Regions from separate parts of the Mus musculus genome. Here region 1 is linked to region 2. The links are chromatin contacts, called in public HiCAR-type maps. All regions are on one chromosome and are shown on one strand. The core of a region is the stretch at or near the end of the contact, and the rest is flanking DNA. Distances in the headings are between cores, read along the strand shown.

What was found. HiCAR-type assays count read pairs that join an accessible place to other places.
Region 1: a HiCAR-type map of astrocytes shows a contact between it and region 2, with 2.4 times the contacts expected there. The contact joins the promoter of Atad1 here to the promoter of 9930021J03Rik in region 2. A contact is called at or near these places in 2 of 115 datasets of contacts at active chromatin or transcription factors (astrocytes and embryonic forebrain).

The regions. Positions count from the first base shown.
Region 1 is chr19:32,710,633-32,716,785 of GRCm38.p6, reverse strand. Atad1 (ATPase family, AAA domain containing 1) reads left to right here and starts at 4,488. Exons shown (of 10, transcript NM_026487.3): 1 at 4,488-4,520.
Region 2 is chr19:29,801,026-29,807,492 of GRCm38.p6, reverse strand. It overlaps 9930021J03Rik (RIKEN cDNA 9930021J03 gene), which reads left to right and starts at 1,484. Exons shown (of 8, transcript NM_172836.3): 1 at 1,484-2,211. The coding sequence starts at 1,619.

The DNA of each region.
Region 1 (6,153 bases), core at 3,239-5,738, 2.9 Mb before region 2:
TCCAAGCGTTGGTCTTCCTTCTTGATTTTCTTGTGTTTTACAAATTGTATCTTGGGTATTCTAGGTTTCTGGGCTAATATCTACTTATCAGTGAGTGCATATCAAGTGTCTTCTTTTGTGATTAGGTTACCTCCATAAGGATGATATCCTCCAGATATATCCATTTGTCTAAGAATTTCATAAATTCATTGTTTTTAATAGCTGAATAGTACTTCACTGTGTAAATGTACCACATTTTCTGTATCCATTCCTCTGTTGAGGGACAAAGCTGGAAGGCACAGTACTTCTTAGTATGGTAGTGGCATCCATACCTTGGTGGCATCCAATCAAGTCTAATTGGACTTAAGGACCCTCTATTGATTTTTTTTTTAACTTCTGGGAAGGGACCTGTGGTTTGCAGAAAGCCAGCAATTTGATATTAAAAAAAAATATTACTCTCTTATACATTACATCCCTCCACTCTTCCCAATCCCTCTCTCCTCCAGAACTATTCCTCCTCCTCTTCATCGTCCTCGTCATCCTTGTCTTCCTCCCCCTCCTTGCCCTCTTTGTCCTCCTCCTCCTCCATTTCCCTTTAGAAAATAACAGGCTGTCAGGCAGTGGTGCGCATGCCTTTAACCCCAGCACTTGGGAGGCAGAGGCAGGTGGATTTCTGAGTTCGAGGCCAGCCTGGTCTACAGAGTGAGTTCCAGGACAGCCAGGGCTACACAGAGAAACCCTGTCTCAAAAAACAAACACACACAAAAAAACCAAAACAACAACAACAACAAAATAAAATAAAATAAAATAACAGGCTTACCAGGAGTATCAGCCAAACATGGCTTAACACATTACAATAAGGCTAGGCACATCATTCCAAGGTTGGATGAGGCAACCCAGTAGGAGGCAAAGGGTCCCAGGAGAAGATGAGTCAGACACCTCTCACCACCACTGTCAGGACTACCACAAGAATGCCAAGTTACATAGCTATAACATATATGCATAGGACCTAGCTCAGACCCATACAGCATCCATGTTTGTCACTTCAGTCTCTCTTAGTCCCTATGAGCCCTGCCTAGTTGATTCTGTGGGCCATGCTCTCATGGTATCCTCAACCCCTCTGTTTCCTATGATCCTTGCCCCATCCCTTCTGGGATTTCCCTGAGCTCTGCTTAATATTTGCTGTGGGTCTCTGCATCTGCTCCCATCAGTTGCTGGATGAAGCCTCTCTGATGGTAATTGAGTTAGTTAGTAATCTATGAACATGCAGAATATCATTAGGAACTATCTCAGAGATGTGTTTTTGGTCGTCGTCTCCTCCTCCTCCTTCTCTTCCTCTTCTTTTTTTGCCAGTCTGGCTTTGGTTCTATCCTAGGTCTCTGGGCTGTCCAGCCTCTGGTTCCTGGCCATCTGCGGGCAGTTGTTAGGCTTGAGCTCCATCTTGTGGTGACATGGGTGGCAAGTTGGCCACTCCCACATGTTCTACACCACCATTCTCCTAGAATGTGTTTCAGGGCAGGACAAATTGTAAGTTGAAGGTTTTGTGACTGTGTTGGTGTCCCAGTACCACTACCAGGTTACAGAAGATGGCTGGTTTAGGCTCTGGGTCCCCCATTACCAGGAGTCTTCACTAGGATCACCCTCGTAGATTCCAGGGAGTTTCCACTGCAGTAGGTTTCTGTATCACACTGCTAGTTGCCCCCAAATTCCAGTTATCTCTCCCAGTACCGCCTCCCACCCCCCCCCCCCCCCCCCCGTCTGATCCTTCCTGTTCTCATCCTCTCCTTCCCCCAGTCTGTTCACAGAATCTATTTTACCTTTCCAGGTAGATGCATGGGACCCAACCCCCTGATCTCTGCTTATCACCTTGCCTCTCTGGGCCTGTGGATTATAGCATGGTTATCTTTTACAAACAGGTAATTCCTGCTTATAAGTGAGTACATACCATGTTTGTCTTCCTGGGTCTGGGTTAGCTCACTCAGGATAATTTTTTTTTTCCTAGTTCCATCCATATGCCTGCAAATTCCATGGTGTCATTTTTCAAACAGCTCAGTAATACTTCATTGTGTAAATGTACCACATTTTCTTTTTTTAAGATTTTATTTATTTTATGTATGTGAGTACACAGTCACTGTCCTCAGACACTATAGAAGATGGCATCGGATCCCATTACAGCATTACAGATGGTTGTGAGCCACCATGTGGGTACTGGGAATTGAACTCAGGACCTCTGTTAGAGCAGTCAGTGCTCCTAAAGGCTGAGCCATCTCTCCAGCCTGTACCACATTTTCTTTATCCATTCTAATGTTGAGAGACATCTAGTTTGTTTCCAGTTTCTGGCTCTGATGAGCAAAGTTGCTATGGACACAGTTGGTCAATTGTCCTTGTGGTAGGATGGAGTGTCCTTTGGGCAGTAATTTGATTTTTTTTTTTTTTTTTCGAGACAGGGTTTCTCTGTGTAGCTCTGGCTGTCCTGGAACTCACTCTGTAGACCAGGCTGGCCTGGAACTCACTCTGTAGACCAGGCTGGCCTCAAACTCAGAAATCCGCCTGCCTCTGCTTCCCAAGTGTTAGAATTAAAGGCATGCGCCACCACCACCTGGCAGTAATGTGATCTTTTAAGGCCCAGATGCAAGAAATTTCCTAAATTAAAACATTGGGTACAGCAGAGATAGGCAATCCACTGGAAAGGAAAGAAGCAGCCACATTTATCTTGATCATTTGTACTATCTTATAAACCTCCCATGTCCCCAAGCTTAGACCAGAAGTGTTATCACCTATCTTTACTTAATAAACCCACTTTGTCTTAACTCTTTGTGTGTGTTGTTGTTGTTGTTGTTGATCATGATGATGCATAGCCAAGGATCTGACTTTACCTGAGGGGAGGACCCAGTGACAGTGATGGTGGTACTGTCAACGAACAGAACTGACAAGGTCTAGAAGCTACTAGGAATACTTGTGAGGGATTCTCTTGACTAGGCTAACTGATAGGCTCATTCTAAACTTGGGCAGCCCAGATATTGGCCTACACATAAGGGAATCCCAGGGATTTGTATTCAGTTTGCTTGCTTTGTCACGTGCTGGTGAGTTACCTAGTGTTTCTGCCATTGTTGATGTTGCTGCCTCTGGCCTCATCCACTGAGATCAGAATCCAGGTTCTTCCACAGACTAAAGACTAGTCGTGGCTCTCCAGGAATCCTTAAAGCCTTGTGGTCTTGTTGGACTGCTGAGGCATGTTACCTCCAGCACTGCGAAGCTACCAGGACAGCCATTGTTGGACCATTCAAGACTGTGCTGGGTAAACCAGTCTAAAATTAAAACAAAAAAACCAAACTCTTTTTAATATTGATTCATTCCATCTATTGTGTTCTTCTATCGAACTCCAGTAAAGTCCTTTAACAAGGAACTTTCCAGGCTCTGGCAGCACTTCTGGGCTGTGTCTCTCCACAGCTATTAACAACATCATTTACTAATATAACTGTCAGCAGAGGGAGGAAGCAGTGTGTTACTTATGTGGTCCAGGGTATAAAGCAATCCTCCTTGCATAGCCACCCCAAATGCTAGGAAAACAGGCATGTGACACCAATCCCAGCTTGGCTGTAGAATTCTTTAGCCTTAAAAGATAATCCTGAAAACAGAGCGAAACAAACTGCCTCCTCCAGGAATATAAAAAGGTCTTAAGAAGTCTGTCTTATTCCTTCATAGTCCCACTGCCTTTATTTGAAGTGATGATGCTCCTTTTGTTTATGGGCAGTGTGTCTACTTATTCTTGTTCCTTAGTAGTGTATATACATTCAGAAGGGGCTGGCTTTCAGATACGGTTCCTTGGAATCTTGGTGTCACGTCCCTCACTTCGCAAGAGGAAGGGGTTAAAAAAAAAAGTCATCAATATGCAAAACCTGTCACCAGATGCCCTATTCTGACCCAACTGCCAGACCTCCCTGGTCTGCCTGGCTGCTCAAGCGTTCAGTGGATTCTCAGGCGCCGCCTCCAGGTGTCATCAGTACAGAGATGGGGGAGGAGGGTGAGCTCACCCTAGAAACCGAAAGGCAGATGGTGAGGCCATGCGCGTCTGAGCAGCATCATGAGGACTTGCTGCGGGGATGGGGGGTGGTGGTGGTGGTGGAAGTTTATCAAACCAGGGAAGCATTTCTTTGCCTTCTGTAAAAGGCTCCTCTGTCAGGGTTGCGTACAGCTCCAGAGTAGCAAGGGATTTCATGTGTCAAGCGTCTTTCCCAATTCAGTTTCTGAGTCTCTCAAGTTGAACTCAGAGCCCTTTGGGGAGCACCCTGTTCATCCTATCTACCTTTCTGAATGTTATCGGCCCAGCGGGTACTAAGGTGTAGGTTGGGGAAAGTAGCTCGCCCCGCACTGCGTCGCCATGCCTTGGCTGGCACGCCACCGGCTCGGCAGGGATCGCGCATGCTCCGTGCGGTGGGGGGCGGGGCTCCAGCCCCCGGAAGCGTTCTCTCCCCGGCCGCGTTTCTTTCCTGTGCGAGGCCGGGCTACGGCTCTCCCATCGTCTCTGGTCCTGCCTCTGGGTGAGTAGCGGGTTCCCGCGGGGCCGGGCCAGGTGCGTCCCCCATCCCTCCCGGTCCCCCAGGGCCTGGCGCTCACCTGGGGAGACCAGCCCGGTAGTCACCTGCCTCCGCGTCGGTCACACTTGAGCGCCGCCCCGGATCCAGCGGATTAACCTCCAAGGGCGTCCGGGGCCTCGCCTTGGCGCCCGGCCGGGCGCGAGCCCTCAGGTCTCAGCGCTGGCGGGAGACTCCGGCTGCCCGCAAGGACATCTCTTGTAGGCGGCCTGGTCATTGGAGGATCGGGGGCGCTCAGGGCGACCTCAGGGCTAGGCTTGTAAGAAGGCGGCTGGAAGGAGCCGGTCCGCTCGTGCCGGCCCCTCTCCTCCTCCCTCTTTGTGCAAAGGCGGAGGTGTTTCTTCAGTGCTGGCCATGCTTTCCCAGAACATGCTGATGTTAATAATGACCTGCCCTCTCCGCGAAGCCTGGCAGGAATTCATTGTCACAGTCTGCGACTGTAGGGCCTTGATAGGCACAGAATTGCTGGGACTTTGAGTTGAGAGACCATTTGGAGCACACTGCAGTGACTTAGGGAATACTGCAGTAAAAACGTTAGTAGTTGCTCAGAGATAGGGTATCCACACTGAAACCAGAGCTAAACAGGAAAAGATTTAAAATGATATGCGTTTAAAGATAATTCTGAATTAACACCGGTCTAGTGGTGTTTCTTAGTGATATACAGCAATGTGTATATTTTGTTAAAATTAGCGTCTATGCAAAATTGAAATACATTCTCCACATTTGCAGCCAATTTGCAGATATATCAGTGCTTTATGAATGATAGATGGGTATGTACCTCATCTGTGGAGACTGTATAAAATATTTCCATTCACTGTCCACACAGCAGAACGTTTCCGTTTCATTTCAGGATTTCGAAGTCACTTTTGGATATGATGAGCAGTGGTCTTTTTTTTTTTTGTTTTGTTTTTGGTTTTGTTTTTTTGTTTTTTGAGATAAGTCTTCTCTGCGTAGCCCTGGCTGTCCTGGAACTCTGAAGACCAGGCTGGTCTCCAATTTGGAGATCTGCTTGCCTCTACGTCCCAGGTGCCAAGATTAAAGGTGTCAGCCACAGTTTTTGGAGTTCTTTATATATTCTGGATATTAATCCTCAGTCAGTCAGTTGACAAAGATATCCTCCCATTCTGTGGGCTACCTCTTCACTCAAATTTAGCTGCTGCTACCACCATCAACCTCTGCCTAGACCCAGAGTAGTCTTAAATCTGCCTAGAGTCAATGTTAATATTGGAATGGGAAGATATGTAAGCAAGAGATTTGTCTGTTGGTGGTGTTTTTTTTTTTTAAAGATTTATTATATTTAAGTACACTGTAGCTATCTTTAGACACACCAGAAGAGGACATCAGGTCTAATTACAGATGATTGTGAGCCACCTTGTGGATGCTCAGATTTGAACTCAGGACCTCTGGAAGAGGAGTTAGTGTTCTTAACCGCTGAGCCATCTCTCCAGCCCTGGTGGTGTTTTGATAGGAGTAAAAAATTATTACTGTCATCAGGTATGGTGATATACAGCTTTAATCCCAGCACTTGGGAGGCAGGGGCAGGTGGATCTCTGAGTTTGAGGATAGCTGTGTCTACAGA
Region 2 (6,467 bases), core at 235-2,734:
AACTGGTATTTAACTTACTGAGTCCCCACAAGAAAGTTTTACACTATTAAATGTTATCAGTCCTTTAGTAGTTAAAGTCTTTGTTTATAGTCGCAAACCATTTTGAAGGTGAGATAATCTCAACCATTTAGTTATGAATATCATGTTTAAGATGCATTTCTATAGTTTTGGTTTTATGTTTCATTCCAAGTTTCAAGCAAGTTTAAGTCTGAATATTATGTGCATTAGAAAGCTGTGACATCTATTTGGGGTTCATTAATTTCCCCGTCATTTTAAGCAACAAGTAAACTAATGTAGTGAGTCCATATTTTAGTCATTTAAAAATATGTAGCGAGATTTTAAAGCCACACCAGTGACAAGCTGTACAGCTTAGAATAGACATATGGAGACTTTTTAGTGAGATTGCATTCTCTTAAATTCTTAGCCGAACTTAAGATCTCGTGTGTTTTTCGGTTTTTAAAAGTCAATAGAAAACAGGACTCGCTTTCGAGAACTAGAGTTCTACAGGCCACCACTCTTCTTTTGAGGAGCTCTTAATTTTTCTTTCTAAACTTTTCTAAACGCTGGGGTTTTTTTTGTTTTTTTTGTAAAAAACAAAACCCAGTCACAAGGAAGGAGAGGTACAAAGAATATTTTACAACGGAGAGGATTGAATCTTGTTCACTCTCGTTATTCACTTGTGTTAACAAAGGTTATCTAGTAACTGCCTTGAGAAAACTAACAGTAAAATTTTTAGAACTAGTAAGGGTCTCACCAAAAGGAAACTTTCAGTCTATGGTTCACCTTCCAGACTGCGCCAGCGCAGGCGCTCTGTTTCTCCCTCCACCCCACCCCTTACAGACGTCCGCATATTGATGACATCATTAGTCCGCGCCACACCCTGGGCCTCCGAGCCTGTGGGAGAGCCAAGTCCAGGGCTTTCGCGTAGCGGGGCGGGGCCATCCCGTGCTACTACGCATGCGCGCCGGGCATGGCGGAGGCAGCTCTTTCTTCGCCTCTCTCCCCGGCTCTCCCCGGCCGGGGGGGCTGAGTGCCCTCCCCCTTTCCTCCCCGCCCCTCCCCTCCCCTCGCCCCCTCCCGCCCAGCGGGGCTTCTAACTGACAGTCGTCGCCCGGCCCGGTCCGTGCGCCGCCTCCTCCTGCCCGGGTCCCCCCGCAGGTAGACAGGGGCGGGAGGGGGTGTGAGGGAGAGGAGGAGCCGGAGCCGCGGCGGCCCGGGGCTGCGGCCCACTCGGGAAGGAGCCGAGCCCTCTTAGTCCTCGCCCCCTCCCAGCGCCCCGTCGGCCCGGGAGGGGGTGGGGCGCCGAGGCCCCGCGGGCCGGGCCGGGTGTGGAGCGTGCAGCCGGCGCGGGCCGCGCGCCGCCGGGGGGAGGGGAGAGGAGGGCACCTAGCTCTCCTCTCCCCCCTCCCCCGCGCGCCATGTAACCCCGCCCCTCGGGCGCGAGCCTGAGACCCCCGCGCGCGCGGGTCCCCGGCCGGCCGGCGACGGAGGAGAGCAAGGCCCGATGCGGCAGGGGCTGCGCGGCGCCGCGGATCTCTGAGGAAGCGGCCCGCGCTCCCGCGTCCCCCGGTGCCCGGAGCGGCCGCTCCTCTCGACCCAGCCTGGGCCTGCCGGGGGCATGAGCGTGCCGGAGCCACCGGGGGAGATGGAGCGGGCCGCGGAGGAGGAGCGGCCGCCACCGCCGACCGGAGAAGGGAACGAGGAAGAGGTGGTGGTGGCAGCGGCGGCCCGGGCCTCGGGGCTGGTCCGCCGGAGGAGTGCCTCCTCGGTGGACGAGGAGGAGGAAGCGGCGGCGTCGGAGACGACGGTGGTCGCAGGCGGTGGCTGCAAGGAGCAGGAGCTGACCTACGAGCTGCAGCAGGGCTACCGCATCCTGGGCGAGTTCCTGCAGGAGAAGCACCGCGGCCTCACCGCCCCTTTCCTGCAGCCCTTGGGGGGCGTTGCCGCCGGGGAAGAAGAGGTGGCCGAAGGGCGGCGCAGCGGGGGCCGGGGCAGTCGCGTCCCCCCGCAGCAGCCCAGCCAGGGCATGTGTCTGTTGAAGATGGAGGAGAAGTTCTCCAGCGGCCAGTACAGGGGCATCACGGAGTTTGTGGCGGACTTCAGGTTGATGCTGGAGACCTGCTACCGCTTGCACGGTGTCGACCACTGGATCTCCAAACAGGGCCAGAAGCTGGAGATGTTGCTGGAGCAGAAGTTGGCGCTTCTCTCTCGGTAAGTGAGCTCGGGTCCCCGGTGGGACTGACAAACCGACACAAACACACCCACACACGTGTCCGAGAAGGGGCTGGGCCAGGGCCTGGGGGGCGGCGCTGATAGGTGCTGAGTTGGTGCTAGAACCGCGGGAGGAGGAGCGGCCGCGCTGGGCGCGGGACCGGAGGGGTGTGGTGGGCACCCACGCCAAAGCCGAGAAGGTAGCCCTGTCCTAAGAACCCCAAACTCGGATATAACAGGTAGATAAGGTTCAAGACGTAAGACCTACCGGAGAAGGCGAAAGCCTTTTTGTAGGATGGAAGTTGAACCCGCCACTTATAGACAGTTTACAACGGCACGTGGGGCGAGATACCTTTAGAAAAATAATGTTGCTCGTAGGGAATGATAGTCGAGCATACTGTCTGTTTCAACCATTTGGAATTTAAGTGTGATTAAATGTTTCCGTTTCATGAGGAAATTGAATTTTTTTTCAGTGACAAGAAATGAATGCACCAACACAACGTCTTTCATAAGTTTAGACTTGCATGGTGTGGGCCTGTCGGAGACTTTTTCCAGTGCTAGATAGAACAGAGGGTTTCAAGCATGCCAGACAAGCACTCTTGAACCCAGCCTCAAACATTTTTTATTCTACTAGAAATTATAAATAATTCAAATTGTACAGGGCTTTCGGTATACACCATCTATATGATTCCCCCCCTTTTATTACTAAATGAAATAGAGAAGAGAAAATAAGTTAACATAGGACACTGAAGGTGTTTTATACAATAATCAGTATATAGTGAACATGAACCCAGTTAATTTAACTTTTTCAGTAATGGAAAAGTTAAAATATTAGAAATGTTAATTAAAGTAGATTAATTAATTACCAGGATTTTTAATTTTGTGTGTATGAGAGAGTGTATGTGCACTGTGTGGGATGGGGCATGATCATGCAGTGGAAATCAGAAGAAAGTGTCTGGTGGCCGCCAACACTCTACATTTTTTCCTTTGGGAAAACGTGAGATTTGCATATTTTTTTAAGAGACTGGAAGCTAGCAAGCCCCAGCCAGCCTCCAGTCTTCATCTCCTTTGGAGCAGGGGTTACAGGTTGGTTCCATGGTAATAGGATCTGAACTCAAGTCCTCCTGATTGGGCACCAAGGGCTGTTAAGTGCTAAGTCATCTTTCCAGCTCCTGGAATGGGGGTTTGAGTTTTATTACCGGGCTGAGCTTGACTGATTGACTTTTTGACCTGTTTGCTTGTCTATAAAATAGGGTCTATAAAATATTCCCTACTAAAAAGGTTGCTGTGAGGACTAAATGAGGTTTTTTTTAACAAAGTCAATAATATAGGTCATGTAACTCAATGTATTAAGCACAGTAGTGTAATAAAATGAATATTATCTCAGATCTGGACTTGGGCATTGTATGAAATGTGTAAAATCTGTTATTCATTTGTCTTTGGCTTCTCATATACTATTTTAAAATTTATTAATAATTTCACTAAAAGAATAATATAGTAAGTGTTTACTCATTAAAAGGCAGATTCTCTTTAAACAGATTAAAGTTGTTTTTGCTTTCTGCAGTGAAGTAGAATTATTTGGTAATAGGTTAAGTGTTTACAAATTAGCTTTGTAAGTTTAATATTTTTATTTGGTGATTTTTTTTTTTAAACTGTGTTACTCTTTACAGTGTAGTGTAGTGGAAATGGCACATATTTAAAAAGCAGTCCATTCAAATGTCATAAATTGTAAAAACTTTTTTTAAAAGAAGATTTATTTTAACTTGTGGCAGAGGGCTTATATGCATGTGAGTGCAGGTGCCTGTGAAGGCCACAGTTTGTCAGAGTCACTGGAGCTGAAGTTACAGGTGTTTGTGAGCCGCCCGAGGTGAGTGCTAGGAATCAAACGCTGGTCCTCTGGGAGGGAGCAGTATGTGCTCTTAGTCATCTGAGCCACTCTCCAGTCCCACGTGTCATTATTGTTAGATAGCTAAATATACTCCAGACTGATGTCACAGGATTTGAAACACAGAAGGAACCTTAGTGTTCTTGTCATCCACCTAGTTTTACAGATGGCAAAAATAGCACATAGAATGAGACAGGATAGCTCTATGGAAGTTCTAAAGGTTAGCATGTATATACAGCGCAACTATAGATATATTCAAAATTACTGTGTGAATAACAAATCTTTGTCTACAAAATGACAGGTTATTTCTCTTTTGCATAAAAATGTATAAATATTATTCCTAATAGCTTATGCTCAGAAATAGCTCCATGAGGTCTACACTTAGAATTTAAACTAGCAATGTTGTAAAGTTAATAAAAAAAATAGATGTTTCTGATTTATTAGGCCAAAAGAAATAAAAATTCATGCGTTTTAGTAGCAAAAGTAATGTGATAGTCTCAAATAGATAATTTTGAGTCCCTCGTGTTTTTGTGTTTTGTTATTTGATGTATGCAAACACTTTGTAAGTGCTAGACTATATCTGTGGATACTAAAGTTTTTTCTTTTTTATATTAGCTTAAAATCTGAGTCATAACTTAGCAAGTATTTTGAGTGGGCAGAACTGAGTGAAAGCTACAGCTTCTTGGAATATAGGTTGGATTTATCGATGTTCAAGAACAGTATTCTACAGACTTTATGTGATTATGGTTTTCGGAAAAGAGATGACCTTATGAGTATCTTCAAGAGATGTGTGGTATGTTAGTCATTAAACAAGTATCACATGTTATCTAAGTTTTGTCTTCTGACGTATATTTCTTAGACACTGAGTTATTACTTTCAAATGGTAAAAATTACTTTAAGGTTGCTGCATATATGGAGCTGGCAAGAATACTCAGTGGGGAAGTATTGGCTGCCAAGCTTGAGACCCGGATTTGACCCCTGGACTCCTGTGATGGAGTAGAGGAGAGACCTGACTCCTGAGGTCGCCCTCTGTTTGAGCTGCTACATATACTATTGAGCTTTCTGTTGAGCAGTTGGTGAGGTATTAGGTAAAGAGGAGCCACATTATCATTAGTGAGCAGCCTAGTGGTACTGGTATTGTGAACAAGTTAGAGCAGATCTGTTTCATCATCTATCCAGTGACAGTGATGATAAACTAGATTAGTTGATAGTATACATTTTCTGAATTTATTTGATGGGATTGACTTGAAATCTTGGCTTAGTTTATAAAGTACTCTTATGTATTCCATGGGAACATATTTTGGGAATACTGTGAAGAGCTATGTTCTAGAGTGTTAGAGGTATATAGACATTGTATAAACTACGGCGTGGGGCAGGGGTGAAGTTTAAAATATCTTATGTCTTATTCAAGACATTGTAGTTTTGAGCTAGATGAAATTGATATCATTGAATATGTATTTGAGTAGTTCTGTACTAGATAGTACATAAAATCCTCTAGATATATTGGTAAACATTATCTTGTTCCTTCAGGTTGATAGGTGAAGAGAAGCACACAGATCTGGAGACAGGAGAGTACAGTGTTGACAAGGGTACCAAGGCAGAACTTTATATGAGAATTGTTGATCTTTAGCAGCCTTTTGGGAGAGAAAAAGATTACAAAAGATTGTGATTAACCCCCTCCCTCCCCCCACCACATGGCCATGATCAGCCTCTCTCTTTCTGCCTTCTCTCTTTCTCTCTGCCTTTCTATAATAAAGCTCTAAAACCATTTTTTTAAAAAAAGTTTGTGATTAAAATGTATATACCATATATTGAAAGCTGGGCAGCTTGATAGAGCGCTAGGAAGAGTATATTATGGCACCAATAAAAGGTATTATTTCAGTACTGTAAACTTTTTCTAAAGTTTGTTTCACTTGAAAATATTTGAGAATATTGTAGATTTCTTACAATAAAAATGCCTTGGTAGAGTACAGTGTATTTTTACTTTGTAGCCTATCAGTATGGTTGTAAGCTCTGGTACTATGGCCAAATACCTGAGAAAAACAATTTTAAAAAGTTTTATTCCATTTTATAATTGTATTTTAGCTTTCAGATCATTTTTAGACTATTTTCTTAAAATTAGAATTACTCAAAACAAATAATCATTTTTAGTGTCCACAACCTTGTATAATATTACAAATCTTTAACATTCTTATTAAATTACCTGACCTTTGTTTTGCTTTAGCTGGGAAAGACTAATAAATCTCAGTGGTAGGTAATATTATCTACCCAAACCTTTTGCTGTGTCACCTTCCACCTGAGACTTGTAAATGTTCTAGAATTATTCATGCTTAGATCTGAGGATGTTGAGTGTATATACTTTGAAACAAGA